Regions from separate parts of the Zea mays genome. Here region 2 is linked to region 1. The links are chromatin contacts, called in public Hi-C maps. All regions are on one chromosome and are shown on one strand. Each heading gives the region's core, a stretch centred on a gene start, on an enhancer-like site or on the middle of the called end of the contact. The rest is flanking DNA. Distances are from core to core; before and after follow the strand shown. Region 1 holds the start of LOC100276972. Region 2 holds the start of LOC100217040 (isovaleryl-CoA dehydrogenase).

Evidence for each region. Hi-C and Micro-C count contacts between places; a contact is called where the count stands out from the background.
Region 2: a Hi-C map of tassel shows a contact between it and region 1, with 3 times the contacts expected there. The contact joins the promoter of LOC100217040 here to the promoter of LOC100276972 in region 1. A contact is called at or near these places in 2 of 25 Hi-C or Micro-C datasets (ear and tassel).

What each region holds. Positions count from the first base shown.
Region 1 is chr6:34,711,442-34,718,634 of Zm-B73-REFERENCE-NAM-5.0, forward strand. LOC100276972 reads left to right here and starts at 3,046. Exons shown (of 3, transcript NM_001150655.2): 1 at 3,046-3,423; 2 at 3,652-3,773; 3 at 4,273-4,797. The coding sequence starts at 3,147. The coding sequence ends at 4,437.
Region 2 is chr6:34,855,550-34,862,742 of Zm-B73-REFERENCE-NAM-5.0, forward strand. It overlaps LOC100217040 (isovaleryl-CoA dehydrogenase), which reads left to right and starts at 3,173. Exons shown (of 12, transcript NM_001143412.1): 1 at 3,173-3,793; 2 at 3,904-3,948; 3 at 4,112-4,160; 4 at 4,251-4,360; 5 at 4,446-4,522; 6 at 4,630-4,680; 7 at 4,758-4,822; 8 at 5,190-5,344; 9 at 5,452-5,492; 10 at 5,565-5,619; 11 at 5,781-5,837; 12 at 6,167-6,584. The coding sequence starts at 3,473. The coding sequence ends at 6,313. It overlaps LOC100285889, which reads right to left. Exons shown (of 5, transcript NM_001158779.2): 5 at 7,114-7,193.

The sequences.
Region 1 (7,193 bases), core at 1,796-4,295:
TTGGGAGAAAGTATTAGGCCCCAAAGGGGGGGGGAAACCAAAAAGGGCTCTCAACGTCTCCGTTTTTTGGCGATTAATGCCAAAGGGGGAGAGAATATTAAGTCCAATGCAAAAGGACCGCACCACCAAGCAAAAGGACCGCACAACCATAATTTAATTTTGAAATAAAGCTTCAATTGATATTTGACAATTTCTCAATTGGTATTCATGCTTCACTTGTCTTGAGAAAGCAAAATTTCAATTGGTATCTAAATAATGGAAATCTCTTCAATTGGTATCTTTCAAGATGATATAAAAATATCAATTGGTACAATTTCAAAAAGGGAAATCATTTTCAAAAACCATCTTGAAAGCTAAGGGGAGAAATTCTTCAGGGGGAGCTTTTATTTAGTCAAAGGAAAAGTATTTGAAACATGGGGAGAAATTTCAAATCTAAAAAATGCTTCTTGCAATCACATTTCTATACCTTTGACTATTTGCAAAAGATTTTGAAAATATTTTTCCAAACGTTTTGCGAAAACAACCTAAGGGTGCAAATGTGGTCCAAACGTACATTCATGTCAATATCACTTATATTCACTTAGAATTGCTTTCATTTCAAAAGCTTATGAACACCTGACCAATTGCAAACTAGTTATAATTTCATACTTTTTATTTTGCTTTGGTTTGTGTTGGCATCAATCACCAAAAAGGGGGAGATTGAAAGGGAAATGGCCTTAAACCATTTCTCATATTTTGGTGCTTGATGACCTTCACAACCATTCAGACTAACTAGTTTGCCTAGTCTCTGCTTCACAGGTTCATAAGATCAACAATTCAGTTTCTAAAGTTAGAATAAGCTCAGTTCCAAACAAATAGGGGTAATACATGGAATAGATGAACTACCAATAGTTCTACTCTTTGGATAAGTTCTAAATACCCTGAGAAATCCTTTCAACACATATAGAAAGGTTGGAAAGCTCGAAATCAACATATCACTATTGTGGAGCAAGTATTGAGCAAAAGAAGATATATGAGTAAAAGAATCAAAATGCAAAGAGGATTGGACTAAGAAGATGAGAATACAACACCTCAAAATGAAGACATAAAAGAAGCAAAAGTCCAAGACTCAAGATCAAGAGAAGCTCAAGAGAGTCAGCGAAGAAATCCAACAACGGGATAAGACAAGTTTACACCAGCCTATGGTGCACCGGACTGTCTGGTGCCCAGGCGGGCACGCCCAGCGAACCGACCGCTCTCGGGAAAAACTCAGCGCCCGTGGCTAAAATTCATTGGAATGTCCGGTGAGCCTAGGGCCAACGGTCATCTTTGCCAACGGTCGACTGCTACGCGGTCAGAAAGGACAGAAGAGCAGAAGCGGTCAGAGAAAGTCAGTCGCACCGGACTGTCTGGTCCACCTCAGGGAAGACAAATCCAACAGTCGACTCCAACAGGCAACTGACATGGCAGGCACCGGACACTGAACAGTGTTGTGTCCGGTGCACACCGGACTGTCCGGTGCGCCCACCGATAGAAAGCTTGCTTTCTGTCCAACGACTATTTGGGGGGGGTTGGAGGCTATAAATACCACCCCAACCGGCCATTTCAAGGTGTGGGAGCCCAAGCAACATATCAAGGCATATAGTAGACATATTTAAGCCCTCCCAACCACCTCCATTCATTGATCTATCTCATACACAAGATTTAGCCCACATCAAAGCCTCACAAGTGCCACAAAAGAGAGATCAAGCGAAAGAGAGCTACTCGTGTGTGTTTAGCGATAGTGCCTTATGAAAGTCATTGAGAGAAAGTGTGTGCTACATCTTGTGATTATTTGAGCGTGGAGTTTTGACTCCCATTCATCTTCCACCAAACTTTTTGGAGACTTGTAACGCTAGCAAGAGACACCTAAGTGTGTGGTGGTCCTTGCGGGGTATTAGTGATCCTTGAGATTAAGAAGAAGCACTCGCCGGTCTTGGTGATCGGTGGAGAGAGGGAAAGGGTTAAAAAAGACTCGTCCTTAGTGGACTCCTCAACGGGAATTAGGTTCTTGGTGAACCGAACCTCGGTAAAACAAATCACCCGTGTCACTTGTGTTTATTGCTTGTGATTTGTTCGTTTTCTCCTTCTCTAAGTTCTGTTGCACTATCCTTTATTAATATTACTTTGTGTTGCTTTGAGTTAAATTCTCATTCAGAGAAGTAACGCCTTGCAAGAAAGAACTTGTGTTATTTATCTTCTCATCTAAGCCCTCTTGCATTATTCTCTATAAACATTCTTAGTAGTATTGCTTTTGTTAATTCCGCATTCTTTTAAAGCAATACTCTTTGCAAGCAAAGGACTTAGTTTTATACTCCGATAAATTGTGCATATTGTTCTAACCACTAATCAAGGGATCAAGTCTGGGTTTAGAGTTATAATTCACAGGTTTCGCCTATTCACCCCCTCTAGGCGACTTATAGTAGGAATCCGTCACTTTTTTTAAGTCTAAATACTACATCTTCATCTTCCTGCACATGTAATACTCACGATGCCCATATTCTTTCCACAGTCAAATTCTTAGAAAAGAGACTCGAAGGCTTTCACGTGTAACACTATAAAAAGTAATGCTGCCTGTGTCCCAAATTATAATTTATTTGATTTTTTGTGTCAAGTTTGATCGACTCGTCTTATTCATTTTTTAAAAAATAAAAAAATCGTACTTAAAGTATATTATATGCTAAACAATGTTACAGTAAAAATTAGCAATAAATATGATTTTTTAATAAAGCAAGCTGGTCAAAACTAGGGTAAAAAAGTCAAACGAATTATAATTGAAATGGAGGAAGTAATATTTATTTTAAGTAGTGTGTATAAAAAAGTATTAATATTCATAATACCAAACGAATATCATATATTAACTCTATATTATGTATATTCTTTTAGTAAATCCAATTAAATTATATACTCGTTGAGTACATGAAGTCTGAAGAGTGAGTGGTGGAGTATATTCTCTGCGAGTGGGGACTAGAAGGAGTACGCCTTTGGTACACCGTTTGCGTAGAACCAAAAATACACAATTTGAACGCAGCAGCACACTCGCCCGGTCGCCCCTGAGCAGCGTCGCACACCATTCCCTGCTAAAAACCCTAGCCCATCAGGGCAGCGACCTTCTAGAACCGTCTCCAATGGCGCTACTCCGAGCGCTCCGGCGAGCCCTTCCGGCGCTCTCCTCGCCGGCGGCGGTTCTCCCCCGTCGCGCCCCGCACCCACTACCTCCTCCGCCCGCTCCTCGTCGGTTCCTGGACCCGATCGGGCTCCGCTCCTTCTCCGCCGCCGCCGCCACCGCGTCGCAGGCGCCGCCCATGGGGGCCACCCTGTTCGGCGGGCTCATGGACACCCGGTTCCCGAAGCGCCGGCCGGGCTTCGCCAACCGCCGGAAGAGGGCTAGCTTGCGCCCCAAAGGTGTGGAGGAATTCTCCGGCCTTTCGTTTCTAGCTGTCCTGACGCTTCGATCTGGCTAGTTTTGCATCTGTTCTATATCATTCCTCTTATTTTCGCTGCTCGATTGGAGCGTGGCTGTGTTCTTGTAGTTTATTTACAGAGTTTCTGCTGGGGTCCCTGATAGGTTCAACGCCGTTCGTCCGCTTGTTCAGTTCTGTCACTAATGTCCATGCTGCTGCTCGTCCGCAGGTCCGTACTACTGGGTGAAGTGCAAGCCTGACGAGCCCATACCAGTTAGTCAGCCGAACCAAGGGAGCGTACGAGGGAGGAAGGAGAAGAAGCGGATCAAGCAGCGCAAGGACTTTATCATGGTGAATGCCCTTTGCATTCTCTATAGCCGTTACTGTCGATTTACTGTTGATTTACTGCTACGGTATTCTGTTTTATGCTATGTAAGCCTAGCTTGATTTTCCTTTATGCTGGAAGGGGAATTTTTTTCACCAATAAAATCTTGAGAGTTGATAGGTAGATGTCGCCTAGCAGTCCCAAGTGTCACCATGAAACGGATCTGCACAATAACTTTTTATGCCACCCAGTCAATTCCAGCGGTGCTCAGCAGAGTTTAAAATCAACCTTCTTTTGATTCACTATTTTACAATCTCTTCATTTTCCTGGACCCAAGCAAGTGAATGGCATAACCCAAGCCTGGCATAGAGATACATGAGTAAACTGAAATATCGACCAAAGCAACTCAGTCGATATGGCTGAGTAGTGTTACCTGGATCTGAGCTCTACGTTTCTAGTTAGAGCTGATGTATCGCCCTTATAGTTTCTAATGAAACACTTAAAATGCATGTGTTACTTGTACAGGCTGAGAAGAAGAAGCGCAGAGCTCAGTATTCTGCTGCTGTTAAGAGAAAGGAGGCAGAACGAACAGAAAGGAAGATGGCTGCTGTGGCAAGAGAGCGGGCATGGGCAGCAAGGTTGATAGAGCTAAAACAGATTGAGGAAGACGTTAAAGCTGTAATGGCATAAGGGCCTGCTCTGGAAAATGGCAAGGCGTCTAACCTGTTTCTGCTGCTCTATTTTCTCCTCCTTTGTTCCTACATAGTTTAAATTGTCACAATTCTTTGTGATGGAATGGAAGACCAGTACCACTTCTTTCAACAGTAATATCAAATGCCGGAACTGTTTTTTTAATACAGACTCTCATTAGACCATGTTTGGAGTTTGTTTACTTTTGATGTAATTTAGAATAAGTGATGCGATGGTATCTGTGTGCTTGACATCTGAGATGGCTGTTGTCTGCAATATATAGTTTTGGTACACTTGTTCTATGATACATAATTTGTACTGTCAGTATTCAAGCAACTAATGCTTGCTAGTCTTTTGATCTACGTCCCAACTACCTCTTGGTCATCTTTTCCAGCAGTTTTGAAATTTTGATGTATTGAATACAATTTTACATTGGATTGAAAAATATCTTAACGATAGTTGTGATTCTGAAAAAAAAGACATTCATGAACCTGATGCAGATTTATATTCCGTAGTCCACTGTCTCCACTCATCACAAGTGTCACTCTTCGTTCATTCTGTCTCAGTTCCTGTCTGCATTACTTTTGTCCCACCTCTCCAAAACGGAGCTCCTTGACAATTTCGGTTCATACTTGCGTGTGGTTGCTACATAATGATCCGTGTCCTTTGCATGGTCTGACTTCCTCAACTGCAAGATTGGTCCTCTACATCCATGAAAGGATGGCCTCAATACATCCATGAAAGGATGCCCTCAAGGGTTCTACTGTTCTAGGCATCTTTGAAACGGTTAGCTTCAGTCAAATACAAGCTTTTTAAATCCTGCTGAGTGGTTTTCAATACTTTGAACATGAAGATAACAGTTTACTAGAAATAACAAGTTTCAGCTGGGTTCAGGCTTCTAATGCTCTAAACCATTCTCTGTTGTGGCCTCATGGGTTACTGTTATGTACATCGAGACATGTTAGGGGCCGCAGCCCATTAGGGGCTGATAGCCGGTCGGCTAGGGTAGGCCAAGACCCATAGTTAGCTGAGAGGTTTATTTAGATAGTTAGACTTATCCAGAGCTATTAGATAGACTTGAGAGCTATTAGATAGACTTGAGAAAGTTATATATATACACACACTATTGGAAGAAAGCAAGCAGAAACAAGATTGTTTTCAACTTACTTAAGGGAGTCGGGAGATCCCAAATACCCTAGCCGCCTCCTATTGAGTTGCGCCCTCAACCACGGCGCCGGGCCGCCGTCCCTCGCGACTAATCCCTAGACTACCGATCTCTCATCACCACAATCTCAGATCGGTCAGCCTAGGGAACGCGACTTCTACCAATCTGGTATCAGAGGACTCGACGATCATGAGCTCTGCCGCTGCCCCCAGGCAGCAGCTGCCGCCAGCATCAGGCGGACCTCCGGCAACGTCTAGCGCACTGGTCGCAACCCCTTCTTCGTCGGGAGCCATGATGCTCGCCGATACGGGAGCGCTGGCCTCCACCTTCTCGGGGTCGGTCACGCCGCCGACGTCGGTCCTCATGTCCGCAAAAATCGTGGCAACGCTGGTCGACCTGAGCCACTGCATGCGCTACGTCCAGGACACCTTAAGCACACTGCTGTCAGGACAGATCAGCCTCCCGACCCCCAAATACCCAACCGACGCCACCAACCCTAACCGCGCCGCTGCCATCTGCTTCGTGGCTGGTCCTCACTAACCCATCCGCACCACTGCAATATGTACCACTACAAACCACCTCCTACGGTCCTACCCCTACGACATGCCCATAGAGCCGGGCCCGTCGTCCATAGCGCCACCGCAATCCTCCACCCCAATCCACCACATCAAGTTTCCGTCATCGCCTTCACCAATCCCGTTGTGGGCCTATGGCAATACCATGGTGGCTGCCCCCGTCTACTCGTTGGCCTCGCCACGGCCGATGATTACCCCCTCCTTGCCGGGCAGCACCGCTGGGGGGCATTGCGGTTCCGCAGCCAATGGTACGCTGTACGACGGGATAGACAGTCTGCTCTCCCAAGAGTGCAGCAGCCTGCTGCCCCACGTCTTGGCCGCAGCGACCACATGGTCACCCTACCATGCGCACAACCATGATGCTGGCATGGAGGCTAGGGCTTACGAGGATGTCGATGCTCGTCTCTCCCCATGTTTTTATAAGCTGGAGTTCGCCACATATTATGTATCCAAAGACCCATTGAATTGGCTCAATCATTATGAGCAATTCTTTAGGGGACAACACACTCCGACCTCTGATCGCACATGGCTGGCATCATACCACCTCAAGGGCCTGCGCAGACGTGGTACTACGCCCTGGAGCACGATGAGGGCATGCCTCCTTGGGACCGCTTCGCTGAATTGTGTCGTCTCTGCTTCGGACTGCCAGTACGAGGCTCACACATCGCCGAGCTGGGACGCCTTTCCTTCTTGTCTACGGTCCAGGAATACTCGGACCGCTTCCTGGCGTTGCTATGTCGAGCGCGCGACATCTCCCCTCTGCAGAAGACGGAACTGTTCGTGGGTGGCCTTCCCGAATATCTCCGGGTGGACGTCAAAATGCGAGCACCACAAGACCTGCAGACAGCCATGTACTTGGCACGTGCATTTGAGCGCCGCGCGGCAGCCATGCCACCACCTCAGCCACGCGGGGCGCGGCCATCGCAACGGTCTCATGCTCCTAGACACGCTCTGCCAGCAACGCCCCTACGTCACTGGCCGGTGCTGCAGTCGCCGAAGAGGGCAATCCCCTGGCG
Region 2 (7,193 bases), core at 1,923-4,422, 140 kb after region 1:
CTTCCGTAAGGGGCTGAGAACCGCCGTCGTCATGGAGCACGCGGGGTGCCATCATTACTTGTTTTACCGGGGCGAGCCAGATGGGACGCCGGTCTTGTTCCCCATAGCCTGGGCTAGCTAGGGGTAGGGTAATGATGGCCCCCCCTGTGACGTGGTCGGTCCGAGCCCGAGGTCGGGCGAGGTGGTGACTCCTCCGAGGTCGAGGCTGAGTCCGAGCCCTGGGGTCGGGCGAGGCGGAGACCGTCTTCCGGAGTCGAGGCTGAGTCCGAGCCCTGGGGTCGGGCGAGGCGGAGACCGTCTTCCGGAGTCGAGGTTGAGTCCGAGCCCTGGGGTCGGGCGAGGCGGAGACCGTCGTCCAAGGTCGAGGTTGAGTCCAAGCCCTGGGGTCGGGCGAGGCGGAGACCGTCTTCCGGCGTCGAGGTTGAGTCCGAGCCCTGGGGTCGGGCGAGGCGGAGACCGTCTTCCGGCGTCGAGGTTGAGTCCGAGCCCTGGGGTCGGGCAAGGCGGAGTCCGTCGTCCGAGGTCGAGACGGGGGCCGAGCCCTGGGGTCGGGCGAGGCGGAGCTTCCTATGGCGCCCGAGGCTGGACTTAGCTACTGTCGGCCTCACTCTGGCGAGTGGCACAGCAGTCGGAGTAGGGCAGGCGACGCTGTTTTCCTGTCAGGTCAGTCAGTGGAGCGGCGAAGTGACTGCGGTCACTGCGGCCTTGTCGATTGAGGAGCGTGCGTCAGGATAAGGTGTCAGGCGATCCTTGCATTGAATGCTCCTGCGATACGGTCGGTTGGCGTGGCGATCTGGCCAAGGTTGCTTCTCCGCGAAGCCTGCCCGAGCTGGGCCTCGGGCGAGTGGAAGGTGTGTCCGTTGTTTGAGGAGACCCTCGGGCGAGGCGTGAATCTGCCTTGGTCTACTGTTCCTGCCCGAGGTTGGGCTCGGATGAGACGAGATCGTGTCCCTTGTGTGGACGAAGCCTTGACCGGAATCGCGCCCATCAGGCCTTTGCAGCTTTGTGCTGATGGGGGTTACCAGCTGAGATTAGGAGTCTTGGGGGTACCCCTAATTATGGTCCCCGACAAGAACAGACAGCGACAACACTATTCTAGCTCTCGCTTTAACTACCAGTCACAAATTAGCAATTACTTAAAATTAGCGGCACCGCGCGCTTGTCCTCCTCCCTGGCAGTCGCACGCTCGTCGTCCTCTGTGGCACTCGAGGCACACGAGCATAGTGGTGGGCTGTTGGTTTCGACGGATAGAGAATCTCCATGAAATCTCCAAATGTAGCGGATGCATAGCAAGCGTTATATTTTAGCGGTCTGGGTAGCGGATGCTGCTGGACACCTTTCGGATGAAAGGAGACGCTAAATATAGAGGACAAGATCATTTACAGGTCCTTGTTCAGAGTCTGTCTGGTACTGATAGAAAGTAGCCCGCCTAGAGTCAGCGATGGATGGTGTGAGACGATGAGCAGCGTTGACGATGGGAGGTGGGCCGTGGGCCTAAACTGTACGTACGGAAACCACCCGGCCAGTGTCAGGCCGACCTCCTCCAACTCGTGGGCCGTATCCATCCACAACGCTTTGTGCTTCTCTCTTGGCCGCTGGACAAGCAGAGAACTTGTCGGCCCATTCGTCTGCGACGGCCTTGCCTTGCCTGATCACCTGACCATCTTGATCCTCAGCCAGGCAGGCCGGTCCACGGAAGAGGCACGTGACGTGTACAGTGGAGAGACACCAAAACGGTTCTCCAAGCACAGGAGACAACTAAGAGACTCTATTGTACAATGGAGTATCTATAAACGTAGTCTATTAATAAATACAGAATTAAATGTATTTGTATAGCATCAGATCGATAGAACAGACGACAAATTCGTACAGTGGGAAGTGAGGCGTCTATTGTTACTTGGTTTACGAGCCAGAGGCGTCTCTTCACGGAGAGACGGCTCTAAGATTATTTTGCAAATAACCCCCTAAAACACCTTAAGAGCCCCCACATTAAACACCACTGTACATGCCCTTAGCGGATGCTGATGCTTGGTTTCTTTATTACACCATCATCACAATGAATAATGTCTTGCCCAAAAGGGGATAGCGAGCCAAGAAACGTGTCTGGTTCCCCACCTTATCATCTCGAGAGCATGCGGGCAAGATTCCACTTGCTTTGATAGGCGAGCCAGCTCGGCAATTCCTCCGTAGAGAATCAAGTGTCTCTAATAACAGTGTTCTATTTCGATAATATAGAGCTTAACTCATAAAAGACAACTACAACAATCATATATTTTATATATATTTTTTTAAAAGAAATCTATAGATCATACTATGATTAACCCAAATATACTACACTTCATATTAGTGCCTATTTTTTTTGTTTTCCAATTTATTCTAAACATTTTTTATCTTGATAATGCAATACATGATTCAGGGTCTAATCATTGGAGCTCAATTTATTTTTAATGTCCTAGATATTTTGAATGATGCAGTATGTCAATTTTTAAGATATTATTTTAAAACACATTTTGAGATGCTTAATATATACTAGTATGTTCGGTTACGTCTATTATTTTGTCCCGGTTGCATGGTCTCTTGCGTGCTCAATTTCAATTTGGTTTGCTTTGGCGCCGTGGCGTGGCGATCTCATATGAGGGGGTGTTTGGTTTCTAGGGACTAATGTTTAGTCCCTAGATTTTATTCCATTTTAGTTCCAAAATTGCCAAATATAGAAACTAAAACTTTATTTTATTTTCTATATTTAGCAATTTATACACTAAAAAGTAATAAAATGAAGGGACTAAACATTAGTCCCTAGAAACCAAACACCCACTGAGTCACGTCATCATAATATTCTGCTCTGAACTCTGCGCCCATTCAGACCTTAGGAGACCGAAGGGGATTAGATAAGATTTAAAAAGGTTTTAACTTATAAAAGAGTTAACTAATCCACATCCGTCCCTCTCAACACAATAGGCTCGTGTGGATAAGTGGATGTGGATCCGATACAATCCCAATCCCATGCAGTCCGGTCGGTGGATCCAATGCGATCAGGCCGGCAGCTCCCTGGCCGGCTCCCAGCCCGAGCCCATCATTGCGCCGCCGCCTCCAGCTCCAGCTCATCCGGATGAGGGGGAAGGAAGACGATACCAGACGCTACTCCTACAACTCACCACCACTACACTATCCCCTCCGCTCTCTCTCCGCACTACTGCGTATTAGGTAGCCTCTCGCATTGACAAGCCAGCCGGTGGTTTGGTTCGCTTTGCTTTGCTTACGTGCTGCGCTGCGCGCTCCGACCAGGCCCGCCCCGACCGGCGATGCAGCGGTGGCTCCCGGCGCTCCTCCGCCGCGCGGCGCCCGGCGGCGGCGCGGCGCGGCTCCTCGCCACGTCCTCCCTCCTCTTCGACGACACGCAGGAGCAGGTGCGTCATGCGCTCGCTCTCTCCACTTCCCACTCGGCGGGCCCGCCGCCATTGCGCCTCGCCCCATGCCTGATCGACCCAATTCCTCGCCCGCCCGCCCCCTTGCACCCCGCCGCCAGTTCAAGGAGAGCGTGCGCAAGTTCGCGCAGGAGGCCATCGCGCCGCGCGCCGCGGCCATCGACGCCTCCAACCACTTCCCGCGGGACGTGGACCTGTGGAGGCTCATGGGAGACTTCAACCTCCACGGCCTCACCGCGCCCGAGGAGTACGGCGGGATGGGGCTCGGGTACATGTACCACTGCATCGCCATGGAGGAGATCACCAGGGCATCCGGCGCCGTCGGCCTCTCCTACGGCGCGCACTCCAACCTCTGCATCAACCAGCTCGTGAGTCGTCGTGACTGCCGCTCTGGTTGTTTATGGCAGGCAGAGGACACGCGCGGTAACCAAATCATTTGATTACTCACCCAAGCGGCAATGCTACTTGTTGTGTGCAGGTCCGGCACGGAAACCCGGAGCAGAAGCTCAAGTATCTGCCCAAGGTGCTGTGCTTTTCCGGATTTGCTTCACATCACCATGATGTTTGATGTTTCACAAGGACCGTAGTTTTCTCAAGGAAAAAGATGCACATCGCTAGGATTTCGAATGTTTTCTGTCATGACGGGTTATATTCACGCGTTTTTCATTTTTGCCTTCTCTCCGAAGCTGATCAGTGGGGAGCATATCGGGGCACTGGCGATGAGTGAACCCAACTGTCAGTACCATTCCAACCCCGTTGCTGCTCTGTTCTTCTCCAGCAGTACTATAAGGTTCCTTCTAACGCGTTGCTGAAATGTAATTTCAGCTGGCTCTGATGTCGTCAGCATGAAGTGCAAAGCTGAGAAAGTGGACGGTGGCTATGTCCTTAATGGGAATAAGATGTGGTGCACCAATGGCCCGTCTGCTCAGACACTGGTATTTTTGCTCTTCTTACATTCATTCCCCTATGCTTTCTGCACTCCTGTTATCCTGCTAATTCATCCATGTTGGGATTTTACAGGTTGTTTACGCAAAAACAGATCTAGCTGCAGGGTCAAAAGGAATAACTGCATTCATAATCGAGAAAGGGATGCCCGGGTACAGAACCACTCCGTTATCTTCATTGGACATGATTGAACCTGAACGTGTATGTATTTCTACAGCTTTCTCACCATGTTACTGAGGGTGCATGTTTACGATTACAGGTTCAGTACTGCTCAGAAGTTGGACAAACTTGGCATGAGAGGAAGCGACACGTATGGTGTTTCTACTTGTTCAGGATAATTATACAAGCGGTGAACTCAGGCCCAATTTAACTCCATCTAATCTGCAGGTGTGAGCTTGTTTTTGAGAACTGCTTTGTGCCATGCGAAAATGTCCTCGGTGAAGAAGGCAAAGGTATTATCTCCTGACTTTTGAAGCTCATTCATGTGTGTCAGATATTTGCTCTGTTGTTTGAGTTAGTTGCCTGTGCGGTGCATGGCGCAGAGATTGGAACTATAGTAGCATCTATTTCTAAAGGCAAAGATATTCTGCACATGGGAAACTGCAATAATTCTGTCTACTTTTCATCCAGAAGTAGTTTCTAAACTCCCTATAGTCTATAGAACAAGGAAGAGTTCTTTAACTATGTGCCCACCTCTAATCTCAATGCCTTCTCTTTTCGCAGATGTTCATTCCATGATTTTCTAAACCCCATATAAAGCTAGAAACAGTTCTTTAATTGGAGGATCACCTTTGATCTCTATGCCTTTTCTTGTGGCAGGTGTTTATGTCATGATGTCAGGGCTTGATCTGGAAAGGCTTGTATTAGCTGCGGGCCCTATTGGCCTTATGCAGGCATGCCTTGATGTTGTACTTCCATATGTTCGCCAGAGGGAGCAATTCGGCCGTCCAATTGGTGAATTTCAGTTCATACAGGTAAAGCCTTGTAACTGTCATATGTATTCTGTTTTCTCGTGCTTCATGTTGCAATAATTTTATTAGCAGCCATAGCACTAACAATAAAGAGTCTGCTTGTAATGCAGGGGAAAATGGCTGATATGTACACTTCGTTGCAGTCGTCAAGGTAGGATCTTGCTCAATATTTTTCCTTACAAGTTTAAACATCTTATCGGTACAATTTCATTTTTTCCATCAGATCATTTGTATACTCAGTTGCTAGGGACTGCGATAATGGCAAAGTTGATCGCAAGGTACCCTTTTAAGTTTATGATATACCATTGCTGTTCCTCTGAAGTTCTGTTTTTGCATTACCTGCACGTAGTTCTGCTGTCGAAGGAAAATAAGTGACTAGTTAGAAGTATATTATGATAAACTCTCTCCAACTTCATCTCATATATATCTTTGTGTTCAGGATTGTGCAGGAGTAATTCTCTTTGCTGCTGAAAATGCAACCCAAGTTGCACTTCAGGTAAAAACCTTCTCTTCGGTTGTAAATTGCGTCAACCCATATTGTTATGTTGTTTTTGTTTTCTCATGAATTCCTAAGGATGCAACTGAACAGCAGACACCCGTTCTGTTTTGTTCCCTTGGGAAAACAATAGTTGACCTAGGAAATTTTGCATTGTTACAGTTATGATAAAGCTCTATTTGTCCTTGCCTGATAAATGGTTATTACTGGACCAATCTCTTCCAAGAAAAACACATCATAAATCATAACAAGTTTTTTTAGAAATAACGAACTGATAATTTGCAGTATGCATCATTTTATATGTTCCACTAACTCTTTCTCTATGGCAGGCAATCCAGTGTCTTGGTGGAAATGGGTACATAAATGAGTACCCAACTGGTCGTCTCCTGAGAGATGCAAAATTGTTTGAGATTGGTGCCGGTACTAGTGAGGTAAGAAGAATGATAATTGGCCGTGAGCTCTTCAAAGAGGACTGAAACTTCTATTTTGCAAGCCAGATATCAGAGCATATTGTTAGCTGGAGGAGGTGAGGGCGATTTAGATATTTAGCAAATCACCCCTGTGGTTCAATGCTTTTGTATAACCGCAGACATACATCAAATAAAGTTCACTTGTACTTGCTGCTTGCAGTGGCTCTATTTTTCTGTCAATAAAGTTTTTTATGTCTCTGACTTATGCAATGTTGTTCAGTTGCATTTTACTATATTAGTGTAGACAAGACAGTAATATAAATGTTTCAATGAGTGCAGAATAGAGGTATTGCTTAAGGAATCTTTACATCAAGAATATTTTAGTAGCTTCTCCACTTTTGATGAATAATAACATTGGCACAAACTAGTTGAGGTGGTGAATTTGATATTCAGGATTTTTTTCCATAACTGGTTTCAAAGTTAAGTTTACATTGATAGCCATGATAATATATGATACACAACTCTCCTGCATGTTCGAGAAATAAAATAGTTATGATGATATGAATCTCTCTTTTGGGGAAGAAAACATGAAAGTACAAAATTAGAATACAGCTATTGATCAGAATATTCTGAAAACACAATTAAGAAGTGCACACTGCTTCTCTTAATGAAATGACATGTAGCTCTCCTGCATCATTCAAGAAAAAGAAGAACTGCACACTGCTTTAAAGACTGATGAAGTCTGAGCAGCTCTAGTTTTTCAGTGATGTACCATGATAAGAAGCTACAACTACAAGAGACTCTGTCCAGACTTTGTTGCTGTATAGTAAATAATGGATCACTATCTCAAGATTTATGGTTCTATTGACTCTAAGTACCTTGGTGGACATTACTGAAGTGTTTATATTGATGCTGCAGGTCAGGGCCTGCTTAGAGTGAGGGGTTT